Regions from separate parts of the Mus musculus genome. Here regions 2, 3, 4, 5, 6 and 7 are each linked to region 1. The links are chromatin contacts, called in public Hi-C, HiChIP or PLAC-seq and promoter capture Hi-C maps. All regions are on one chromosome and are shown on one strand. The core of a region is the stretch at or near the end of the contact, and the rest is flanking DNA. Distances in the headings are between cores, read along the strand shown. Region 1 holds the start of Maf (avian musculoaponeurotic fibrosarcoma oncogene homolog). Region 2 overlaps Wwox (WW domain-containing oxidoreductase). Region 3 overlaps Wwox (WW domain-containing oxidoreductase). Region 4 has its middle 94 kb from the start of Gm31225. Region 5 has its middle 74 kb from the start of Gm31225. Region 6 overlaps Wwox (WW domain-containing oxidoreductase). Region 7 has its middle 13 kb from the start of Gm31225.

The links. Promoter capture Hi-C pulls out the DNA fragments that hold promoters and counts their contacts. A called contact is a pair of places that touch in the nucleus more often than the background predicts. HiChIP or PLAC-seq counts read pairs in DNA pulled down with a chosen protein or histone mark.
Region 2: a Hi-C map of muscle stem cells shows a contact between it and region 1, with 4 times the contacts expected there. The contact joins the enhancer-like site here to the promoter of Maf in region 1. A contact is called at or near these places in 2 of 39 promoter capture datasets (both in embryonic stem cells), 1 of 15 datasets of contacts at CTCF or cohesin (pro-B cells), 11 of 484 Hi-C or Micro-C datasets (bone marrow-derived macrophages, cerebral cortex, cortical neurons and 6 more), 13 of 115 datasets of contacts at active chromatin or transcription factors (astrocytes, bone marrow-derived macrophages, craniofacial prominence and 8 more) and 2 of 9 other capture datasets (adipose tissue and liver).
Region 3: an H3K4me3 HiChIP or PLAC-seq map of bone marrow-derived macrophages shows a contact between it and region 1, with 16 times the contacts expected there. The contact joins the enhancer-like site here to the promoter of Maf in region 1. A contact is called at or near these places in 5 of 39 promoter capture datasets (the C10 cell line, hippocampal neurons, liver and 2 more), 1 of 15 datasets of contacts at CTCF or cohesin (large pre-B cells), 6 of 484 Hi-C or Micro-C datasets (the HPC-5 cell line, LSK cells, bone marrow-derived macrophages and 1 more), 16 of 115 datasets of contacts at active chromatin or transcription factors (SST interneurons, T-cell acute lymphoblastic leukemia, bone marrow-derived dendritic cells and 11 more) and 4 of 9 other capture datasets (adipose tissue, embryonic stem cells, liver and 1 more).
Region 4: a contact with region 1 is called in a promoter capture Hi-C map of trophoblast stem cells, with 4 times the contacts expected there. The contact joins the enhancer-like site here to the promoter of Maf in region 1. A contact is called at or near these places in 7 of 39 promoter capture datasets (the 3T3-L1 cell line, 3T3-L1-derived adipocytes, embryonic stem cells and 4 more), 8 of 484 Hi-C or Micro-C datasets (the AML12 cell line, the STO cell line, embryonic fibroblasts and 4 more) and 9 of 115 datasets of contacts at active chromatin or transcription factors (bone marrow-derived macrophages, craniofacial prominence, differentiating embryonic stem cells and 6 more).
Region 5: a contact with region 1 is called in an HNF4G HiChIP or PLAC-seq map of pancreatic cancer cells. The contact joins the enhancer-like site here to the promoter of Maf in region 1. A contact is called at or near these places in 4 of 39 promoter capture datasets (3T3-L1-derived adipocytes, frontonasal cranial neural crest, liver and 1 more), 9 of 484 Hi-C or Micro-C datasets (cerebellar granule neurons, cerebral cortex, embryonic fibroblasts and 2 more), 16 of 115 datasets of contacts at active chromatin or transcription factors (SST interneurons, astrocytes, a beta-TC-6 cell line and 11 more) and 1 of 9 other capture datasets (adipose tissue).
Region 6: a contact with region 1 is called in an H3K4me3 HiChIP or PLAC-seq map of bone marrow-derived macrophages, with 13 times the contacts expected there. The contact joins the enhancer-like site here to the promoter of Maf in region 1. A contact is called at or near these places in 15 of 39 promoter capture datasets (the 3T3-L1 cell line, 3T3-L1-derived adipocytes, the HPC-7 cell line and 9 more), 1 of 15 datasets of contacts at CTCF or cohesin (large pre-B cells), 8 of 484 Hi-C or Micro-C datasets (Th1 cells, bone marrow-derived macrophages, cerebral cortex and 4 more), 8 of 115 datasets of contacts at active chromatin or transcription factors (bone marrow-derived macrophages, craniofacial prominence, embryonic forebrain and 4 more) and 3 of 9 other capture datasets (adipose tissue, embryonic stem cells and liver).
Region 7: a contact with region 1 is called in an H3K27ac HiChIP or PLAC-seq map of SST interneurons, with 7 times the contacts expected there. The contact joins the enhancer-like site here to the promoter of Maf in region 1. A contact is called at or near these places in 4 of 39 promoter capture datasets (embryonic stem cells, maxillary cranial neural crest, second pharyngeal arch cranial neural crest and 1 more), 9 of 115 datasets of contacts at active chromatin or transcription factors (SST interneurons, bone marrow-derived macrophages, embryonic forebrain and 5 more) and 2 of 9 other capture datasets (embryonic stem cells and embryonic tail).

Annotation. Positions count from the first base shown.
Region 1 is chr8:115,705,490-115,708,668 of GRCm38.p6, reverse strand. Maf (avian musculoaponeurotic fibrosarcoma oncogene homolog) reads left to right here and starts at 1,775. Exons shown (of 1, transcript NM_001025577.2): 1 at 1,775-3,179. The coding sequence starts at 1,806. The coding sequence ends at 2,918.
Region 2 is chr8:115,248,134-115,251,170 of GRCm38.p6, reverse strand. The region is part of intron 8 of Wwox (WW domain-containing oxidoreductase); the gene reads right to left. Among named protein-coding and RNA genes, the nearest start is that of Gm39257, 290 kb to the right of the region's middle. Within about 2 kb of position 1,305, at least 7 of the 459 cell types and tissues checked have an H3K27ac peak or open chromatin away from gene starts, as enhancers often do. A contact at or near this core is called in adipose tissue, muscle stem cells and uterus, where this site is marked.
Region 3 is chr8:115,309,708-115,312,890 of GRCm38.p6, reverse strand. The region is part of intron 8 of Wwox (WW domain-containing oxidoreductase); the gene reads right to left. Among named protein-coding and RNA genes, the nearest start is that of Gm39256, 330 kb to the left of the region's middle. Within about 2 kb of position 1,695, at least 4 of the 459 cell types and tissues checked have an H3K27ac peak or open chromatin away from gene starts, as enhancers often do. A contact at or near this core is called in bone marrow-derived macrophages, where this site is marked.
Region 4 is chr8:116,095,388-116,098,390 of GRCm38.p6, reverse strand. No RefSeq gene overlaps it. Among named protein-coding and RNA genes, the nearest start is that of Gm31225, 94 kb to the left of the region's middle. Within about 2 kb of position 1,655, at least 24 of the 459 cell types and tissues checked have an H3K27ac peak or open chromatin away from gene starts, as enhancers often do. A contact at or near this core is called in epidermal suprabasal cells and trophoblast stem cells, where this site is marked.
Region 5 is chr8:116,115,003-116,118,058 of GRCm38.p6, reverse strand. No RefSeq gene overlaps it. Among named protein-coding and RNA genes, the nearest start is that of Gm31225, 74 kb to the left of the region's middle. Within about 2 kb of position 1,263, at least 61 of the 459 cell types and tissues checked have an H3K27ac peak or open chromatin away from gene starts, as enhancers often do. A contact at or near this core is called in adipose tissue, astrocytes, cerebral cortex and 5 more, where this site is marked.
Region 6 is chr8:115,274,822-115,277,874 of GRCm38.p6, reverse strand. All of the region lies in intron 8 of Wwox (WW domain-containing oxidoreductase), which reads right to left. Among named protein-coding and RNA genes, the nearest start is that of Gm39257, 320 kb to the right of the region's middle. Within about 2 kb of position 1,389, at least 51 of the 459 cell types and tissues checked have an H3K27ac peak or open chromatin away from gene starts, as enhancers often do. A contact at or near this core is called in Th1 cells, bone marrow-derived macrophages, liver and 1 more, where this site is marked.
Region 7 is chr8:116,175,645-116,178,899 of GRCm38.p6, reverse strand. No RefSeq gene overlaps it. Among named protein-coding and RNA genes, the nearest start is that of Gm31225, 13 kb to the left of the region's middle. Within about 2 kb of position 1,474, at least 6 of the 459 cell types and tissues checked have an H3K27ac peak or open chromatin away from gene starts, as enhancers often do. A contact at or near this core is called in SST interneurons, where this site is marked.

The sequences.
Region 1 (3,179 bases), core at 526-3,025:
GGCTCAGGCTTAAAGTGTCCCAGAACAACTTGCTGGCACCATCATTCTGTCTGTCCCTCCAAGGACAGAAGATGCTAGGGGGCAGCTAGTCCCTATATACTTTAAGCCCCCTGCTTTTTCAAGAGTTATACTGGTTTTCTTCTCCGCGTGAAATCAAAAAAAAAAAAAAAAGTGCAGGCGCACTGCTCACTGATCCCCGCGCGCATTCTGGGTCCCCGCACCCTTGGCGCCCCCATCTGATCACCTCACTTGCAGAGAGGGACAAAGAGTTCAGTCAAGTTGGGCCCCTGGAGCGTCAGATTCAAGGAAGGAAAGCACTCGGCTACCCCCATCAACAGCCACGAAAGATGCAGAGGATGGATCAAAGATCGAAAACTGCAAGACAAATAAATGCACGTTGTCAGGGTGCGGGACCGGCAGGGGACAGGGGAGTTCTGGCGGATCTCTGCAGCATGAGAGCTGCGGTTCAGCCGGGCAGGCCTCTCTCGAACTCCGAGGAAAGCAAACCATCCTCCCGGGTCCTACCGGATTCCAGCCGCCCTTTTAGTAAACTCTGTCCCCTGGTGCACTAAACTTCGCACCGGCCGGTGGTGGGGGGTGTTGCTCCCTGGCTGCGCCCCAGTAGCAGCGCCGCAAGGGTTAAGCAAACCTGTCCCAGCTGACAGTCAGCTGATTGGGCTGTGATTGACAGCTCCGAAAAGTTTCCTTGTTTCTATACTATTATGCTAATCGCTGCCGCTCTCGCCGCCTCCCATTGGCGGAGAGTGCCAGTCAATTTCCCATTTGAGCCTGACGTCACGGGTGCTATAAAACTCAGCAATTGCTTTAAACTCTTCTCGCTGGGATCAGAGGCTTTAAAATCTCTTTTCATCTTGGAGCTGTAGCTCGGGCTGCTCGTCCGCTCGGCCTCTCCCCCCAACCCTTTTGCTCTCGGCTTTGCCTTGGCCCAGGACTTGCAATTTTGCTTTAAAAAAATAATAAGAAAGAAAAAAAGAAAAGAAAAGAAAAACCAAAACCAAAAGAAAAAAAGTGGGGGAAGAAAGAACTTAACTCCCCCCTCCCTTGCCTCCAGCCGGCCTGCACCTCGGTCTTGCACTTTGCACGGAGGGAGAGGGTGAGAGAGAGAGAGAGAGAGAGAGAGAGCGCGCGCACGCGAGGGATCCGGAGAGAGAAAAGAAAATAATAATAGTAACCATAAGAGCCAGGCAGAAGAGGAGAGAAGCGTGAAGTGTTAACCACTCCGGTGTGGAGGCCGGCGCCTCCGGGACAGCCACCCGCCGCGCCACACAGCCCCGGAGCAGCCTCCGCGCGCGCCCCGCCTGCAGCCCGGCCGGCTTAGGCGAGCCCTCCTTATGCAAAGCGCGCAGCGGAGCGGCGAGCCGGGGACGCCGCGCACCGGGCCGTGCTCCTCCGGCATCCTCTCTGCCGCTGTCATCACCACCGTCACCGCCAGCCGCGGAGGACCTTCCCGAGCCTGAAGCGCCCGGGATCGGAGCTCAGGGAGGCGAGCAGGCGAGGAGGGGGCCCGGGGCGAGCGGAGGAGAGAGAGCGAGAGAGCAAGAGAGAGAAAGAGAGAGAGCACATTGGCGTGAGCAGGGGGAGGGAGGGCGGGCGCGGGGGGCTGCGGGCAGGGCGGGGGGTGTGTGCACGTTCGAGCTTTCGGGCCACAGCCACCGCCGCGCAAGCTAGAAGCGCCCTAGCCCGGCAAGCTGGCTCACCCGCTGGCCACCCAGCACAGCCCGCTGGCCCCTCTCCTGCAGCCCATCTGGCGGAGCGGCGGCGGCGGTGGCGGCGGAGGCAGGAGGATGGCTTCAGAACTGGCAATGAACAATTCCGACCTGCCCACCAGTCCCCTGGCCATGGAATATGTTAATGACTTCGATCTGATGAAGTTTGAAGTGAAAAAGGAACCGGTGGAGACCGACCGCATCATCAGCCAGTGCGGCCGTCTCATCGCCGGGGGCTCGCTGTCCTCCACCCCCATGAGCACGCCCTGCAGCTCGGTGCCCCCGTCCCCCAGCTTCTCGGCGCCCAGCCCGGGCTCGGGCAGCGAACAGAAGGCGCACCTGGAAGACTACTACTGGATGACCGGCTACCCGCAGCAGCTCAACCCGGAGGCGCTGGGCTTCAGCCCGGAGGACGCGGTCGAGGCGCTCATCAGCAACAGCCACCAGCTCCAGGGTGGCTTCGATGGCTATGCGCGGGGAGCGCAGCAGCTGGCCGCGGCAGCGGGGGCCGGCGCCGGCGCCTCCCTGGGCGGCAGCGGCGAGGAGATGGGCCCCGCCGCCGCCGTGGTGTCCGCCGTGATCGCCGCGGCCGCCGCGCAGAGCGGCGCGGCACCCCACTACCATCACCACCACCACCACGCCGCGGGGCACCACCACCATCCGACGGCCGGCGCCCCGGGAGCCGCGGGCGGCGCGTCTGCCTCTGCGAGCGGCGCGGGTGGCGCGGGCGGCGGTGGCCCGGCCAGCGCCGGGGGCGGCGGCGGCGGAGGCGGCGGCGGGGGCACGGCGGGGGCGGGGGGCGCCCTGCACCCGCACCATGCCGCGGGCGGCCTGCACTTCGACGACCGCTTCTCGGACGAGCAGTTGGTGACCATGTCGGTGCGCGAGCTGAACCGGCAGCTGCGCGGGGTCAGCAAGGAGGAGGTGATCCGACTGAAGCAGAAGAGGCGGACCCTGAAAAACCGCGGCTATGCCCAGTCCTGCCGCTTCAAGAGGGTGCAGCAGAGACACGTCCTGGAGTCGGAGAAGAACCAGCTGCTGCAGCAGGTAGACCACCTCAAGCAGGAGATCTCCAGGCTGGTGCGCGAAAGGGACGCCTACAAGGAGAAATACGAGAAGCTGGTGAGCAACGGCTTCCGAGAAAACGGCTCGAGCAGCGACAACCCTTCCTCTCCCGAATTTTTCATGTGAGTGTGACACGCGATCCCAGCTAGCCACCTTGTTAAATGCTCCGTGGGGGTCCCGCTCCTGAGTGGGCTTGCTAGTTGCAGGGCCAAGCTCGCTCGGCCACCACCTCGCCCCCTCCCCTGGCGAGTTTGCTCCCCTTGGCCCTGAACAGACACACACACACACACACACACACACACACACACACACACACACACACACACCAAGCTTGTGGTGGTGGTGATGGCTCTTTTGAATTGGGGAGGGAAAGGGTGTCTGGCTCAT
Region 2 (3,037 bases), core at 56-2,555, 460 kb after region 1:
AGGCAAGCACTCTCTCATTGAGCTATGCCCCCAGCCATTGTATAGGTTTATATTGAGACGTGGCACCTTTGAATGTCTTATGCTGGCCTTTAAGTCACTCAGTCCGTGAGCTAGTAATGAATCAGGCATGACACATGTGTGCTACCAGGCCCGATTCACCACTTCCATTTTCTGACCATGAATAGCAAGTTGGGAAGTATGCAGTGTTTCCCTATGTCTTCTTTCTCATAAAAAGCACCCTCAAACCAAGGACTCGATTCTTATTGTGCTGATAAGACAGCCCAGAGGTTGTAGGTCATATGTCCGGCACTCAGCTGATGGAGAGCTGAGCAGAGATATCAAACATGATCCAAAGACTCTGGGACCAACAGCTATTTCTGCTCCAGCTTCCTTCCACAAGCAAACACTTCTCTGCGGCCATCGCACTGGGACGGACCCTCACTGTCCTGCTGACTAGTGTACAAAAGATGAAGTTCCCAGCATTGCTGAAAGGCACGGAAAAGAGGACCTTGGAATGTGGTGCGGAGGGGCTGGTGGGGACTAAATCTCCCTTCACACCAGAACAAGAATGACTTGAGGGGCAAAGTATTCAGTCTCTTTCCCAGTTAGAACTGGGTCAGATATTCTAGCAGAGAGAATGGCTTGTTCTCTGCTCCAGCTGTTATCTGAGCTACACAGCTGGGGGCGGGGGGTGGGGGGTAGAACTCCAACCTGCTCCTTGGACCCAGAGCTGAAGGATTCTCCAGGCTGCATTTGATGGCCTCTGGCAGCTGGAAGGAGGAAGAGAGTGGGGGTTGGCGGGGAGGGGAGAACAGAATGCAGGGAGGGACAGGCACCCTCGTTTCTACTAGTGCAACCAATTACCCAATGAGTCAGATCTACCTGCCTCACAGCTGACAACCGGGCGAACATTCATTCTCTGCCAGATGTTCACGGGTGAGAAGCTGAATTATTTAAAAGGACCCCCCAAGCAGCCATAGGGAACGACGCTGAAATGGGAGAGGAGGTCATGGGTATGACGTGATTGCTCCATTAAAGTCTTGAAAGTCCGACTGTGGGGTCAGCCCTAGCTCAACATCTGCCAGGCTAGTGATAAACTGGGATTGCTCCCAAATCCCTGAAGACAAAAAAAAAAAAAAAAAGTATCGGGGGAGACCCTTTCCTTTGCAGCGTTGGCACTTTCGTTTCCCAGGAAGCTGGGATTTTAAGCTAGTGTACCACGCAAAAGTTCCACTTCCAAACAATCCCAGTACCCTCCGTGATAAATCCTAGCCCTTAGCACCGCGCGTGCGCGCTAGGAAGGCTGGCTTCACTCTGTGCCGATCACTGAGTCTGCCATAAATGCAGTAGAGAGAGAGCTACCGATGGCTTCCCAGATAGCCCGTTCTGCACTTCAAGAATTCTGGGTTCTTCGAGTGGGGGGGAAAAAAAGGAAAGCAAAGAGTTGTTACATGAATTTCATAATTTAGAGATAAATAATGAACACCAAACTTGGAGGAAAATACCCTAGTGTTCATTTTATTTAATATTCTCCATTGGTGGAAATAAATTAAAAATGAACAAGGCTTGTTTATGCCTGCCTCACATTGCCCTCTACTTTTTGAATAGCAACCGCATATTAATTTGCCAGATCCCATAAATTATAATTAGCCCGGAGGATTAACAACATAAATCCTTGAATTTAAAACCAACCTGCCTGCTTCTCTCTTCCCTATACCCTAAAGTAAAAAAGGGCCATAAAACCTATCACTGCTACTTGATCCATTAAACTCCGGAGACATTCTTATTTCAGCTCAGCTACTGGAGGCAGTCTTTGTCAAATCCTTTTTTAAAGTTACAGTAGCTTGATAGGCGCTGGGAATCAGGGAGATGAGGATCTGTGTCAACATCCAGCAGAGCGCACAATGCCTGGCAGCCAGGACACTGGGAGATAGGGCCCAGGTACTAAACAGAGATGAAAAGTGGGCCCGGCCCCGCCCCCACCCCACTGAGCCCCAGGATGCAAAGGAGACACACAAGATCATAGGCCGTATCTGACTGACATTGGAAGACAAGCATTTGAAGAAAGACTACACCAAATTTGAAAATGCTGGCCTTGCTGATGGGGAGGGTGAGCTTTTTTTTTTTATGAGTGGGCTTCAGGGAGTGCTTTCTCCAGGGGCCGGGTGGATGGATTGGTTGGTAGTGTTTGCCATATAAGCAAGAGGACCAGGGTTTGATCCTCCAGAATGGATGTTAAGCCAAGCACTTAGGACCCCAGTGCTGGGGAGGCAGAGATAGACAGGTCCCTGAAACTTGCTGGCCAGGCTTGCTGGCCCAGCAGATTCCAGGCCGGCAAAAGACACCTTGTCTCAAAGAAGAACGAGAAAATCATTTTTCACGGTTGCAAATGAAAGCAGACTGCTGTTATGTAGGGACCATGTGTGTCCATGCCCTTCAGAGTGGGCCTTTTCTAATGCTGTCCCTAGAGACTTGAAAGAAGGTAATGGTCCACTGAGGACCCATAGCAAGTCCCTGGCCACGTCCCATGTAAATCACCCCAATAGGTGTCCCCTTCTCCTATACTGCTCTTTCCTGGTTTTAACAGGAAACTACACACTCAACTGTGAGCTACACCTGATGGTTCTCCTCCCTCACAAGATGTCCTCCTGGTTGAGGACACTAGGTTCCTTTTAAGTAGTCTCCTCATTCCCAGAGACCAGACTTGCTCTGAGGAGACAGCCTGCTGGGTACAGAGAACCCTGGGACAGGCCCCCTCTAATGCTGTGTCTTGAGGTCTGGAAAGCTTTGGTGACATTGGGTTGCAAGCACACGTGAATATACACCACATACACACACACTCACACACTCAGGTTATGACATGCCCTTTTAAATATAGGATACATGTACAAAAATTATAAATGTTCTTATATCACACACACAAAAAATGTAGGCATGCTGTTACTTCATCCTCAAATATGTTACCATGTTTCAAGATTTGAAAGGCACTGCCCTAACATAGCTCCTGTTGCCTGCCTTGAGACTTCCTTTGAGTTCA
Region 3 (3,183 bases), core at 446-2,945, 400 kb after region 1:
AGAAATATGGAGCCTTGTAGCACAGAGGTTTTCAGATATGTGTGACTTCCTTCCCAATCACATGTCTCTGCCTGGCTCTGAAGCCTGGATCTCTGCACCACAGCACCTGCAGAAACTAGGCACCCCCAAATGCCAAGAGCCAGGCAGAGCTCTGAGACACACTCAGTTCCTTCTCTCTCGGGGTTCAATGTAGGTGAGGGATGAACAAAAGGTGACACCATCAAGGCAATGAGAGAAATTAACAAGGTGGCTGCTTCCACCTGCTAGCTGGCAAGAAGCACAGTCACTTGCTGGCACAGGGGGAGGCTCCTGGTTTGCCCTGCCTCCGAGGGCTTCTGCAGGAGCTCCAGGTTCCTAAGAGCCAGGATGACCTGCCTGATAACCTGGCAGGCCACCAGCTGCATTGAACCCAAGCCCATGTGTGTATCACAATGCAGGAAGCCCTCTTAAAAGGGCACATGAATTAGCTTCCTGAGACTTTAGGTTTTAAAAGCTTCTGTGATTGAATTTGCTTCAGTATATTATACATACATACATATATATATATATACATACATATATATATATATATATATATATATATATATATATATATAATTTCGAAGACTGGTTCTGTTGTCAGGACATTAGAAGACAAAACAATAGCAGGGGGTGGGAGAGAGAGAGAGAGAGAGAGAGAGAGAGAGAGAGAGAACAAATTTACTGGTTTCTACAGTAAAGTGCTTTTGATATGGACGGAGATTGGAGATTGGCTGGCGGAAAGCAATATAGCACTAGAAGGCTGTCGTGCACAGTTAAAGAATCAGCTTCCCTCCAGTGACTTGATTGATGCCAACTGAGCTTGTGTTAGCACAGTACTCATGGTCAGAGCATCTGCGGTCAGGTCAGGGGCCACTTTGATAAAAACCTTAGGGAAAACACAACACAAAACTAAATGTGTGTTTCCATGTAATGTAGAACGACGACCTACGTGGTACTGTGTATGTCCCCTGTAAGCTGGTTGAGAGATGAAATTAAATTTAAATTAGGAGGAAAAAGAGCAACAGAATGTAAAAAAGGAAAAAAAATCAATCAACCAACCAAGCCAATGAAAGGAAAGCAAAGGAAATGATTTAAGGATAGGACACGAGGCTCAGGGGTTAAAGACACATGCTGCTCTTGCAGAGGACTCGAGATTGGCTCCCAGCGCCTACCCTGGGCAGCTCTTAACCAGTTGTACCTCTAGATCCTGGGGTCCATCGCCTCTAGTCTCTGAAAGAACCTGCTCTCCAATGCACACTGCTACCCCTGCCTCCGCCCCACATAATTTAAAAATGAAATGATCATGTTTTAGAAAGTCAAAAAAATAAAATTCTAGGTAGAATAGCAATAACCATTGTCTTTTATAGGAAATGGGCAAGCGGTAAGTGTGGTCATTACATTTGTTCAGAATGAGAATATAAATAACAGTGTTATACTATTTAATAAAGGATGTATGATCATATTATTAGATGCGTTCTAGAAATAAAAGCCCTTACTAAACTCAGACCCTCTCCCTGGGGTCAGCATCATCTGCAGGCACACAAACCGAGGGTTGCTGCCACGTGTTGGTGTCTCCTGTCTTCCACGTTAATCTGTGCGCTCCATAGCTGCTCCCTTCTTACGCTCTAGGTGCTGGGCCTTTGGTCAGCAAATAAACCATTCTTGAACTTACCATAACCTACTTCCTCTTCCATTTGGCTTCTCCTGGCTGACTAATCCCTTTGTCTATTCTCAGAAACATTTCCCAACATCTCACTTTTTTTTTTTTAAATTAGGGAGTGCACATGGGGAAATATTTAAATAAGTCAATGTATTTACAATCTGTAGGCAGGGCCTGAATAACCCACAGAAATTCACAAAACCTTGGCCCAGGTCGATGAAGAATTACAGCCACCGTGCCTTTCCTACAACTCGAAAGGCTTTATTTCCTTCTTACATTAGGAGGAGATGGGGGAGAATGGGGAGGAGAGGGAAGAGGAGAAGAAGAGAGGAGGGGGAGGTGAGGAGGAGGAGGAAAAAAAGGATGACCTTGCAAATTACAGTATTATAAATTGTTCTTCTAAATTTGGAAAGAAACTGAAAGTCAGGAAAAAAAAAAAAAACCCTCCTCGAATAAGCTTGCAAAGACTTAAGGAGACCTTTTCCCGTAAAGGAAGAAGAAGAAATGCTTGAGTGTGAAAACTGACTTCTGGTTTTCTGTTTGATTTTTCTAAAAAAAAAAAAAAAAATTATCTTCTACAATGGAAATCGTGCAATCCTTTGAGGGAGTGATTCATGGTCAGATTACATTTTCTTAATCTGACATTTATTTAGAGAATGAATAGGGCTCACTGACTTAGGAGGCTGGTATCGTTTTCATCTGCAGATAGAGTTAAGTGGTCATGTCGGTTCGGTTGTACGATAGATACAACATCCCTCCCAAAGAAATATTATTGGGAAGGCGGAGGAAGCGCGGCTCTCCTGCCATCAGTTCTGGCTCTACTTCTATCTTTATCATCTGTTAGCTGGATGACTTTTGGCAAATGGCATGGCCTCTCTGGTCTCTGCTCGCTGTGTGTCTGGTTTACGGTGGATAAAAACCCGGAAATAACAGTGCCAGGATGAACTGAGATAACAATGGCTGAGAAAAATGCGTGAAGGAAACATGCCACGCAGCAGAGAATTGCTCCCACTGGGAACCCATGATTGGATTGGGTTACTGAAGGGCAAAGGGCTATCTAAAACTGTTCCAGAATAAGGCGGAGCCTGGGGTTGGGCATTGGGAGGGGCAGGGATCACAGGAGATTCCAGTTTTCGGATCTTATTCCCATGTCTCCTTTCAGAAGAGATACCGTGTCTCTGAGAGTGCATGGCCCTGGGAGTGAGTACCAAGCAAGCTATGGAATAGTGCTCAATAGAGCTATTTTGGACCTCTCTGTGCAGGAGAGAGGAGGATGTCCCTCATCTGTATACCTAGTTCCAAATGCCCACCAGGCCACCTCTAAGGCACCCCCAGGAAGACAGCAGTGGCATCTAGGCCCTTCCCACAGTTTACAGCCAGGGAGAGGGTCCAGAAGGCAAGGCAATTTCTGTCAGGCACCTGTGCTCAGAGCAGGCACCTGTGCTCAGACCAGGTATCTTTCCCATGAGTGAGGTCTTTACAGCCCCCTGTTCAGCAGATCC
Region 4 (3,003 bases), core at 406-2,905, 390 kb before region 1:
TGAGAGATCTTGTGTTACCACAGACCAGACTTGCCTATCAGTTGTAGATGGATATTATGGAAGAAGACACTTGAGCTAGCACTTGAATGGTCTGGTTTGTGCCTGGTCCTTGGGACCCTAGCAGCCTTAGAGTCTGGATGTGAAATCTCCTTCATAAGCATTTGGTCTCCAGCACTGGCGTAGGGTCCTTCTGAGACATGTGGCTCAGAAGTGGATGGCTGCGGGCAGGCCTTGACTGTAAAACTGCCTCTGGGTAGAGCCTGGACTTTCTGTTTCCTGGGATCTGCTGCTACTCAAGAAACAGAAGATGAAGTTGGACTGATCCAAGCTGCTATGTCATGCCTGTCCCACCATTCATTCAGTGAATTGAATCCTTTGATGCTGTGAGCAGTCTCAGTTGGGTATCATGCTAAAACTAAAGGAAGAGCAACTAATACAGAATTGATGGAAAGAATAGGAAAAATAAAATCCGGAGGGTGTGGGGCAGGGAGGAAGGAGTCTTAGCAATAGATTGCCAATTTCCTCTTGTCCTCTTCTACCCCACCTTGATGCTAGGGTTCAAGTGTGAAAGCCTCTTCCAGACAGGCAAGAGCTTTCCAGTACATTGCTCCAAACTCCCATGACCTGGGGAGCCTCATCTAGGTTTTTGGGATGCTTTTTGTCATTCAGTAGTGAAATGAACACTTTTGTGTCCCTGCTTCAGAGCAATAACCTTCTGGTTTAGGTCTTTTGTGTCCACGGAGGGGTAAGGTAAGGGTTTTCTCCTTGGTGAACTGATTTACACAGTAAATGTGATAAGGTATGCCTATCATTCTATTCTATATGCTTGGCCCATGGGGGAGACTCAGCAGATGTTGACTGAATATGTAAGTAGGCAATGAATAAACAAACAAAGGAGGGGGGCAATGAGTACACAATATTTTCCACCTCAGACCGGCTTAAGGCAGAGTTGTATCATTCAATGTGACAGAAGTTTTGTCCTCACCTGGAACCTTACTTCAGGTCCCACCCAAACCTGCTGGATCAGAGTTTGTGCATTAACAAGGTCTTTGGGTGACTCAGATATACCTTGCAGTCAGAAAAGACTGGTCTAGCAGTTAGGAGAGAAAGTTCTAGAGACTGGATTTAAACCTCTGTGTGTGTGTGTCCCAGTGGTAGATTACTCCTGGTGGGCTTTAGTTTCCACTTCTGTCAGATGGGTATGATGGTGGCAACCACCTTGTGTTCTTGTGATTTTAACAGAAGTAAATGACTTGCACAGTGCTTGGGAAATAAGAAATGCTATATTAGCAGTTGTGTTATCCAAGCCCCTTGGACTGTCCAGAAGACCAGGAAAGAAGAAAACAAACAGCTCCTTCAAGCTCTTCATAGACACTGCCCACTTCCTCTTCATAGCTGGGAGTGGGACCAAATAGCCGCTGGCTACTCCTTCCTGCCTGCAACTCCATTGCTGACGTGAGTAGCGTGCCCTTTCTCTCAGCTGTCAAGCTGGAGCTTCCTGAAGCAGAGGACAGCAGCCAGACACAGAAGGAGCACCTCCTTTTCCCTTCTGGCTGAGTCATGATATCTCCATTCAGACAGGGATCTGGGCAGGTGGGAGACTCTGCAAGCCCCAGGTCAGAGTAGGTGACTCACATTGCAGAGTGAGTCATCTGTGTTACATAAGGGCAGATCAAGGTATTCAAATACAGCTGCAAGCTGAAAACTGTCCTCTCAGACTGGGGAGGGGGCGTCAGGGAGGAGACTTGCCTGGAGGCATGTCCCGGAATCTATATGCCCAAGGGAGATACTTTCGTCATTAGCACCTTCACCATCATTTGATGTGGTTGCAATCTGAAGCAGGCAGGTAAATTCCTTTTCAGAGCAAGGGAGAGACTGTGAGCAACTCGCTAACTGAGATAGAGATTAATGAGCACCCCAACACTGGGGATAGGAGAGACCGTAATAACTCCTCCTTAAGAGCTAGCGAGGAAAGTTGCGGAGTCAGACTAAAAGGCAATTAAATCGAGGAAATGTATTTATTTAATGAACATGGGAATAAAGCTTAAAGCTTTGCTACTGATTAAGCTGACAGAGTTCTTCTTTAACAGAGGAATAGTCAAGGATTGTGAGGCTCTGGAGGGATGGATAGCCACCTTCTGATCACTAAGAAGGAATCAATGCTGTCCTTCTGACTTGTGACAGCCAACCTTCTAGGTTTATGCTAAAGAATGGGCGTGAAATCTATGGAAAACCAAAAACATTTATGAAGGAAGAAATGGTCACTAAATCCTTACTTATTGGAGGGAAATCATATATAGAAAACTACCTTAAAGTTCAACTTTGCAGTTTGTTTTCATCTTTAAAAAGTAAAGCTACCATGCAGCCAGGTGTGGTAGAAGAGCTGAAAGTCCCCAAGGCCATAGAAAATGCCACAAGTAAAATGTTAGGTAAAATGAAAGAACAGAAAGCAAGCCTTGGGACCAAGGCTCCATTAACAAAAAGTAATAGGTCACTCCAGTTCGAAAACAAAAATCAAACTCTGGAAGTCTTGAAGGAGAGCCAGCAGCGGCGATTAGGAGTTAATAAGTGGCTTTCCCTTTAAGTTGACTTTAAGAAATTTCCACAGCAACACGGCTTTATAGCACTAATGTGTGTATGTATAATAACTCAAGAAGCACACTTATATAAACATATAAGTATACAATGCATAAGTAATATAGATGAAACATATAGCTCCATAGCATTAATAGCATAATCTATATACATATATATGTATATATATATATATATGTATGTATGTATGTGTGTGTATATATATATATATATATATATATATGGAGAGATATATGGAGAGAGAGACTATAAAATTGAAGAGGAGGTAGCTATATAGCTGATACCTTATTATCTTTTGATTATATTCATGCATGACTATAGACCAGCAAAGCTTAGCCAAGTTGCAACTTTAGTGTAGTTGTACTTTAGAAGAAAATCATATGGGTGCAGATTGTGTGCTATAATAAT
Region 5 (3,056 bases), core at 14-2,513, 410 kb before region 1:
TATTTGAAATGACCACTCACTTTTTCCTTTCTGTCTCTGTCTCTCATTATCCTCTCTTTATTTTTATGCATGTATAAATATGTACACTTTTAAATCTAGCTTCTGTATAAAAGAGAAAGCATGGGTTCTTCTTGTTATGCGCTTTGACTTATTTCATTTAACCTGATGTTTCCAGTTGCATCCATTTTTATCCAAGTGTCAAATACACACACACACACACACACACACACACACACACACACACACACACACACACACAACACGTGTGTGTGTGTATACATATATGTGTATACATATATGTGTGTGTGTGTATATATATATATACATATACATACACACACACACACACACACACACACACACACACACACACAAGATTCCATTGAATAGAGGTATTGTCTCTTCTTTGTCCATTTGTCTGTTGATGGACATCTCCTAGGCTACACAGAAAGACTATGTAAATAAATAAAGATTCAGATAATTAAATAAATACATAAATAAAATTTCCAAAAGGTAAAAACAAATCAGTAAGTGAAGAAATAGCCTTGAGCTCATTTTAGACTTTCTTTTGAGGGAATGGAGGAATCACTCAAGGCTCATAAAGAAGAGGCTGCCATGGTCAGAAATGATTCTCTGCTAGAAATGAATTAGGAGGTATAGAGGGGAGCCTGACACAATGTTACAGTGATGAGCACTGAGCGTGTTATCAAGAAAAGATGGATAAAGGTGTTATTGACAGGGCTGAGGAGATGGTCCAGGGATAAACCACTTGTTGGTAAGCATAAGGACCTAGGTTGGGAGACCACATAAAGATGGATGTGATAGTGTGCGCTTGTAATTCCAGGTCTTTTGTGTTGGGATAGGAGGCAGAGGCAGGAGGATTTCTAGAAGCTGGTAGGCAATAGTGATGGTGAGCAAGAGAACCTGCCTCCAACAAGGCAAAGGCAAAAGCACTGACACCTGAGATGTTCCTCTGACCCCCCCCCCCCCACACACACACACACACACAGGCACTCGAGGAGAGAGGGGGGAGGGGAGATTAAAAGAGTGGATAGATAGGGAAAGAGAGGAGCAAATGAGGATGACTCTGTAATTGTCACGTGGATGGCGAGCCCTGGAAGGAGACAGGAGGCTCGCCAAGGACAGCCAAGCGTATTGTTAGGAATGAGGAACCTGAGAACACGAGGAGCAAACTACCATGGTGTGAGCCACTGAAGGAGCTGGATATCTAAGACTCGGGATGCTGGTTGTCAGGGAGACACTACCCATGATGTCACACTCTGGTGACTGCTGTTAATGAAGTGTAATTAGCAACGTGGACAGAACACATGGACAAAGAGACATGGGATACATTCCCTAAGCCTTTAGAAAGGGACTCATTCTCATGCTATCTGTATGCCAGAATTATTTCCTTTTCTTTTTTAATATTTTCTTCACTCTTTTTTTGTTTTATCCAGTTCTTTTACTTTGTGTGTGTTTTACCCCTTTAGGACAACAATCTCAAACTTACGGGGGGTTGGGAGGAACAAAAAGGAAGGGAAAAAGTAACTGTTTTTGTTTTTGTTCTCTCTCTCTCTCTCTCTCTCTCTCTCTCTCTCTGAATTTCCAGTCTAATCCAAGAGCAAATCTGGCATAAGGGAAATCATTTTGGAAAATAAAAGTCACCTACAATGGGGCTTAGAGGGGATCTGGGAAGAAGAGGCAAGGGAGGGGGGCAGGGTTTGGATGCAGTTTTAACTGCGGGGTGATCCAAAACAGTTACGTTTTGAAAAGCCTGACAAAACCAAGTGAGAAGGAGAACAGGCTTTTCAGCTCCTCTAACCCCGGACAGCTGGCCCCCTGCCAACGTCAATATTAGCCAAAGAAGCTTGGCCCCCATTCAGGCTGATCAAATGTGACTTAGGAGGATGCGCGGACCCAGGCTTAGAGGACGCACACGCGCTCCGTGAGTCAGGATAATAATTACAGGCTTTAATAAACGCAAACACGGTGATAACAGCTTTACATAGTCAGGGCTGCCGATGCCAAGACCCGACAGTCACCAATTTGGGATTTTAGCCATAACCAAGGAGCCCACTGGTACATTCCCTCCTCATCACGAGCCTCCCCTCTCTGCCAGTACTCCATAACCTAGCAACCCCAACCAGTCACTTGGCTTAGGTTCCATCAAGGATCCAGATTTGGCTCCCGATGCGCCCTACTGCCTGATCGTGGCTCACAATGTTCTTCTCTGCATGGCCTTCTTTTTAAACTCACTATGCAAATCCCAGTGTTGGGGTTCAGAGTTAGGAATGAGAGGGGCCTGCCTTCCTTCCCTCTGGCAGGTCTGAACTCTTAGTATTTTTAGAGACTATGTTCATGTTGCATACACGAACACACACACACACACACACACACACACACACACACACACACACAGACACACACACACACATACACACACAGACACACACACACATACACACACACACACATACACACACATACACACACACACACACACACACACACACACACACACACACACACACACACCTTGCCCCAACTCATTCAGAACTGCCTAAGATGTACAGTTGAATAGACAGACACGTCACTTAAAAGCCTGAGAGAATCCCTTATAGGCTTCCATTCCATAGCTGACTCTCTTATTCACTAGTTACCCAAAGGTGAGCCTGTTTCCATCTTCTGAGTCCACAATCCTCACTTATTAAAGAAGAGTCAGAATGTGGATTGCTTACTGACATTGTCAAGGTGGAGGACAGGGGAGGATGACAGTTCTATGGCAGCGCTGTGGAGCAATAGATGTTCAACTAATCATAGCTAACTGTGCCCTGGCTATGTGCCAGCCTCTGTGCTTATCAATTTATGTGCAGTGCTTTTAAAGTGGTTATTGCTCTCATTGTTTTCTCTTGGGAACACTCTTACTACGTCTACAATCTTAACCTGAGTAAACTCCAAGAGGAATATCTCAAGGTCATTATAGGCACTCCATAAATACTTGTGAAGTGAATGAGAAGTTTTATCTTTTTCTTCTAGGGACCCTTGATATCTTTAGT
Region 6 (3,053 bases), core at 140-2,639, 430 kb after region 1:
CAGCCGTTTCGGTGATTGATCCTCAGGCACGATTAAAATTCAAGAGATGTGCTGACGTTTTAATAGAACAAATAATTTAAATACGTGAAATGTGTTAGGTGGTAATAGTTTTTGTAATATATACCAGACAGATTTTTGGGAATTTTCCCCCTCCCACACACCCCCCCCCAAAAAACAGAAAAGCTTTATGGGTGAGCCTGAGGAGAATGGAAAGGGGGAGCTCCTGTTCTGGGGAGAAGCCATAAAATCTGCAGCCACTTGAATCAGTGCACTTAACGTTGAAGAGCAGGCCAGATTTAAAAAAAAAAAAATCAGCCTTCTCCTTTGTGTTTCTAAAAATGCTGTGGGGAAAAAAAATAGCCATTTGAGAGCCAGGAGTGGAGCGATGCCAGCACTCAGGAGGCTGAGGCAGGAGGATTGGAAATTTGAGGTGGCTTGGGCTGCACAGTAAGACACAGATGCATGGACACACATATACACCCACAGGAGAGAGACAGAGACAGAGACAGAGGGGGAGGGAGGGAGGGAGAGAGAGGGCAGGAAAGAAGGAAGGAAGGGAGGGAGGGAGGGAGGGAGGGAGGGAGGGAGGGAGGGAGGGAAGGAAGGAGGGAGCAAGGACTAAGCATGGCATGGTAGCACATGCCTATAGTTCCAGCACTCAGAAGGTGGAGCTAGGAACCAGTATTGTAGATTAAGTTCAAGGATAGCCTGGGTTACAAAGTAAGTCCATACCTAGCTTGGGCTGCTTAGAGGATAAATCCTGTCTCTAAAACATCAAAAGCAATAACACCCACACAAACAACAGAAACAGGATGTAAGATATGGCTTGCCTTTCTTAAAAACAAAAGGAATAATCTAGTGGGGGCTGGAGTGATGGCTCAGTTGGGAGGAGCAGTTGCCATTCCTTTGAAAGACTTGGTTTGGTTCCCAGCACCCATGCTGGGTGGCTCACAACCACCTGTGACTTCAGCTCCAAAGGATCCAACACCCTCTGCTGGTTTCCAAGACCATCCACACACAGAGCAGCATACACATGTAAACATGCACATACGTGCAAAAGCATGCACATGTAAGAATAACTAAAAGAGTAAGCAAATACTAAAAAAATGAATAGTAACTTGAGAAATGGTTCATGATAAGCCGATTCAAAGAAGACACACACATACACACACACACAAACACACACAAACACACACACACACACACACACACACACACACACACACACACACACACACAGAGCCTCTGATTTTATATTGAAACTCAAAATGAAAATTCTTTCCAGTAAACAACTTTCTTCCTGGTTTTCTGTTCAGTGTTAGGTCGGCTGCAGCAGGGAGGGGCCAGTTTCCCTGGTAACAATACTAGCCCTGTGGCTAAACTCAGGCTACCACCCATGATGTCACTGCCCACAGGACATGGCACAATGGGCTTTTGCTGGTACCACTAGCTCTGCAATACCACTGAAACCGTTTCCACCCAACTTCTTTTTTTTTTTTTTAAATCTCTCTAGCCTGTGTTTCATGCCCAGAGACACAGGAAGGTATCACTTTCTAGAAGTCATTTTATAACCCTGTGATTTCCTTGCCTTTCTCCTGTGCCTCCTCCAAATGGAAGCAGTGAGAGGATCCAGGACGCAGCTGATCTGTCCTCTCAGCTGTGGTGAGCCTGTCTAGATCCTGGCCTCTCGAGGACTCTACGCATTTGTGGAATGAGTGGTGGCCCATCCTTGCCATTCTTCAGGAAGTGGGACAGTGCCATGTGGCCACTTCTTCCCCGTCACTCAAGACAACCCAAGTGCCCTGAGACCCTTTTGCCCTTCTGTCTAGACAGGCACAGCAGAAAACATTTACCATTAATTGATTTTGTTTGGGTAATTCCATACATGTCTATACAGTGTACTCTGGATATTCATTCCTCCCCCCCCCCCCCCCCTCTTAGCTGTTTCCCACCTCTGCCAATGGCCCCTCTTCCTAACAAAACTCTTCTGCACAATTCCTGAGCCACCGCTGATTTTTAACCAAGGCCTTCTCCAATGACCACGGGTTTGGAGTTATCCACTGGAGCCTGGCAGGCTCAACAAAGGGGTGCACGGCTGAAAATAACAACCATCCCTCCCAGAATCCACCAGTTCAGGAGCAAAGGTTAACTTTCAGGTTTCTCTCCCAATGTAACGAGCCAATTCAAGCCACATCAAGAGTATGAGGGCGGGTTTATTGAGAGGCAGCTCTCAGATGGATTCACTGATTCATGGGTAGAGGTCAATGGAGTCACATGCCCAGGCTAAAGCAAGGGAGTTTTATTGGTCTTGGGTGTGGGGTGGGTGGTGACCATGGTCACTTTTGGGTGGCTTTTCAGAAACATGGAGACAAGGAGTGATCCGGGCTTTTCTGCTTGAGAGCAGGGGGCGGGGTTTGAGGAAGAAGAACAAACGGGGTTTGTTTGTGCAGGGGTGGGGGTTGGGGGTGGGATGAGCAGGTGGGATGTTTTAAATTTAGAGTCTTTTAGAGTTCAAACGATCAGGTAAAACTTCTTTCTGATGAAAATGAGAATTTTGAAAGTGCTTGTTTCCTCCAACCAAAGATTTATGCCAGCAGGTCAAAGACCTGTGTTCGCTTTGTAAAATTCGTTTGGTTTTGATTTTCTCTTGTAGAAAGTGGGAGATCTAACCAGCTCTATTTCAAACCCAGGACCCAAGCACCCTTCCTAGTAGGGACATTGAAAGAAAAGGCCACAGAGACCTCCTATGTGGAAACCATTTGAGTAACAAGAAGTGTTTCTGGATAACTATGAGTCTGTTCATTTTCAGACTGGTGTGTTGCAACCTGTCCCCTCGGTCAAAAGTATTGACATCCATCTAATGACACAAGTAGATGTCATGTTCTCCATATCACTCATCCTGAAAGCTTAAGTTTCCTAGATAAGAGGTGCAGGCAAGATGAGCAGGCACACGGTGTTCTCTGAAGCAGGCTGGCCTCTACGCCTATACATGAAGACGTGTGTGGTGTGTCTTAATCACGAATGTGGCAGTTAGCAGGCTGCAGGCTACTTGC
Region 7 (3,255 bases), core at 225-2,724, 470 kb before region 1:
GCTTCTTGGTCATGATGTTTTGTGCTGGAATAGAAACCCTGACTAAGACATAGTATAAGTCTCATTCTATCAGCTTTTGAATTTTCCTGGCAATATAGAAACCGTGAATGTCTTATACTGAAACAACATTTTGTTTTAGAAGTCTCCATGTATCTCCACAATTACAGGTTTGAAGGGCTTCCTATCCAAAGAGCTGCTGGCTTTGTCCTCAGTAGCCATAAATTATATGCCTACAATCCTAGCATGAAGATGAGAAATTCAAGGTCATCTAGTACTATATAGTAATCCTGGGCTACATGAGGTTCTCTTGGAATAAATAAATTAGCCAAGATTTGGTTGAATAAAAGATGCCTTTGAAAAATGCCTCATTTTAAAAAAGTTTTAGAGGGGACAGTTGCAGGTGATCTTGGTAGGTGGCAGAATGTAGGATCACTCCTCTGGGGACATTCTGTCTTAGAAAGCGATCAGAAGGTTAGAATAACATCAGGGTAACTGGAGAATAGCTTGTGGATGAACCCAACTTTCCCGGATCCACCCAAGGGAACCTACTTCCCACAGGGTGATCTTTGGTCTTTTCCATAAAGCTGTACGTAGGGCTCAGGCTTATATTCACACTGTTTGGAAATCTTGTGGTCCTTCTCTCCTGCTTTGTTCTTTTGGCTTGCCTTGGATTCACAGAGCCCTCAGGAAGACACAGCTGTTCAAATGAGGTTTGGATGACGTCTGATCCCTTGTCCCACTTGGCTCAGCTCTGGAGTCCAGTGTTTTCCTCTTAAGCCCTTAAGCAGAAATCAAAACCACCTGTGAGATACTGGCTAGTGATTGTGGCTCAGACAGACAGCAGGGCAAAGAACTTTCAATGTGGGCCACTGGGTCTTTCAAGTGCACCTCATCCTTTTTCTAAGCAATAAGCAAACTGCTGGCTTTCTTTTGACAGTTGTAAGCAGTGGAAGTGGCCACTAATATACGTCCCACCATCCTTAGCTTGAGTTCTCATCCAGTGGAGAAATCTAGGCACTTATTTTTAGGTCAAGACTGTCTTGAGCAGTGGTTCTCAACATGTGGGGTCACAAGCCCTTTGAGGGTTGAATGACCCTCTCACAGGGGTCAAATATCAGATATCCCGAATATCAGACATTTACATTATGATTCATAACAGCAAAATTACAGTTATGAAGTAGCCATGGGGGTCATCACAACATGAAGAAAATGTATTAAAGGGTTTCAGCAGTAGGAAGGTTGAGAACCACTGGTCTAGAGCACAGATGGTAGATTCAGCCTGGACCCTAATTTTTGGTCAGAGAAAACAAAGTATGGGAATGAGAAGATCAGGTTCAGCTGAGCCTTCCTATGATTCTATGCAAAGGACCTTTGCAGAAATATCTCAAACCTCTGATGGAGGCATTGGTGCCTTCAGGGTGCTATGACTGTACTTAACACTCCATGTTGCCATCTTGAAACCCTCTATACACTTTGAGCAGGGGACTGTGTGAGCCACAGAGTCCCAAATGAAGGGGAAGTTAATTTCTTTCAAACTCGGTATTTCTAGATGATTTGTTCGCAAAGAAAACCAAGAGTAAACATGCTGATGGGGAAAGATTACCATCTCAGCAGCTCATTCAATATTTCTTTATTTACCGAACACTCTCTGAACATCTGCTCCAAACCAGACATTTCGTGAAGCAGTAAAGAGATAAAACTTGCCTACTGTCAGACACGTAGCTTTGCCACTCCATCCACTGGATGAATTTCAATCAGTTTAATTAATCTACACATTTCTGTCTATTTTATGGCACAAAATATGGAACAAATATCCACCCAAGGTCATAGAACTTATAAGTAGTGGACCTAAAATTTCAAGCCAGGTGGGCTGATTGCAGAACTCCCTCTTAGTGACTCTGAAACAAGGCTTACTTGTCTTCTAAAAATGTGCCTTTCTGTGTTGTTTTCTACATAGCTGTTTATTATTATTATTGCAAAATCCCTAATGTAAACAACTCAGTGGAATAAGGATTTAATTTGGCCCACTGTTTCTGAGATTTCCTCCATAATGCTTGGCTCTACCTATTTGGGGTCATGATAAAGTGACATCTCTGAGGTGGGAACTGGGGGAAGAGAAAGCTCACTTTGTGATGGACAGGAAAGGGAGGTAGAGATGCATAAATAGATAGATTTTACATAGGTGGATAGATAAATGATAGATGAATGATAGGTTATATATATGTATATATATATATACATATGACTAATTGATTGATTGATGGTAGATTTTTAGATATAAATGATATATATAGACAAATAGATAATAGATAGAGGATAGATGATGGGTCGATAGATATATGATAGATGAGGGATAGATAGATGATGCGTAGATAGATAGTAGATAGGTAGATAGATTTTATATAGATGGATAGATGAATGATAAGTGATAGATGATAGATAGATATAGATAAATGGCTAATTGATTGATAGATGATAGATTTTTAGATGTAGATGATACATAGATAGATGATACATAGATGGATAGGTAGACAGATATATAAAGGGTAGATGATGGATAGATTATATGATAGATAGATGATAGATTATAGATAGATAAATGATAGATGAATAATAGATGGCAGATAGATAATAGATTATACATAGATAGATAACAGACAGAGACAAAGACAGAAAGAGGTAATGTGTTTTTCAAAGATGGCCCCAGTGACCTACTTCCTCTAACTAGGTCCTATCTCCGCAAGTTTTCAGACATCCCGAAATAACGTGTTCAGCAGTGTTCTGGCTGGTTTTGTGTGTCAACTTGACACAGCTGGAGTTATCACATAGAAATGAGCTTCAGGCGAGGAAATGCCTCCATGAGATCCAGCTGTAAGATGGTAGTCTTGGGTTCTATAAGAGAGCAAGCTGATAAAGCCAGGGGAAGCAAGCCAGTAAGAAACATTCCTCCATGACCTCTGCATCAGCTCCTGCTTCCTGACCTGCTTGAGTTCCAGTCCTGACTTCCTTTGGTGATGAACAGCCATTTGGAAATGTAAGCCGAATAAGCCCTTTCCTCCCCAACTTGCTTCTTGGTCATGATGTTTTGTGCAGGAATAGAAACCCTAAGACAAGCAGCTAGTAAAGTGTTCACTGTATGAGCCAGGAGTGGGGGTAGCATTTTCTATTCTTACCATAATATTTTCCCCTTCAGATGTTACAGGAATGGCCATTGTCTTATGCCACTAAACTTAGAGTGATCCATGTATCTGCTAA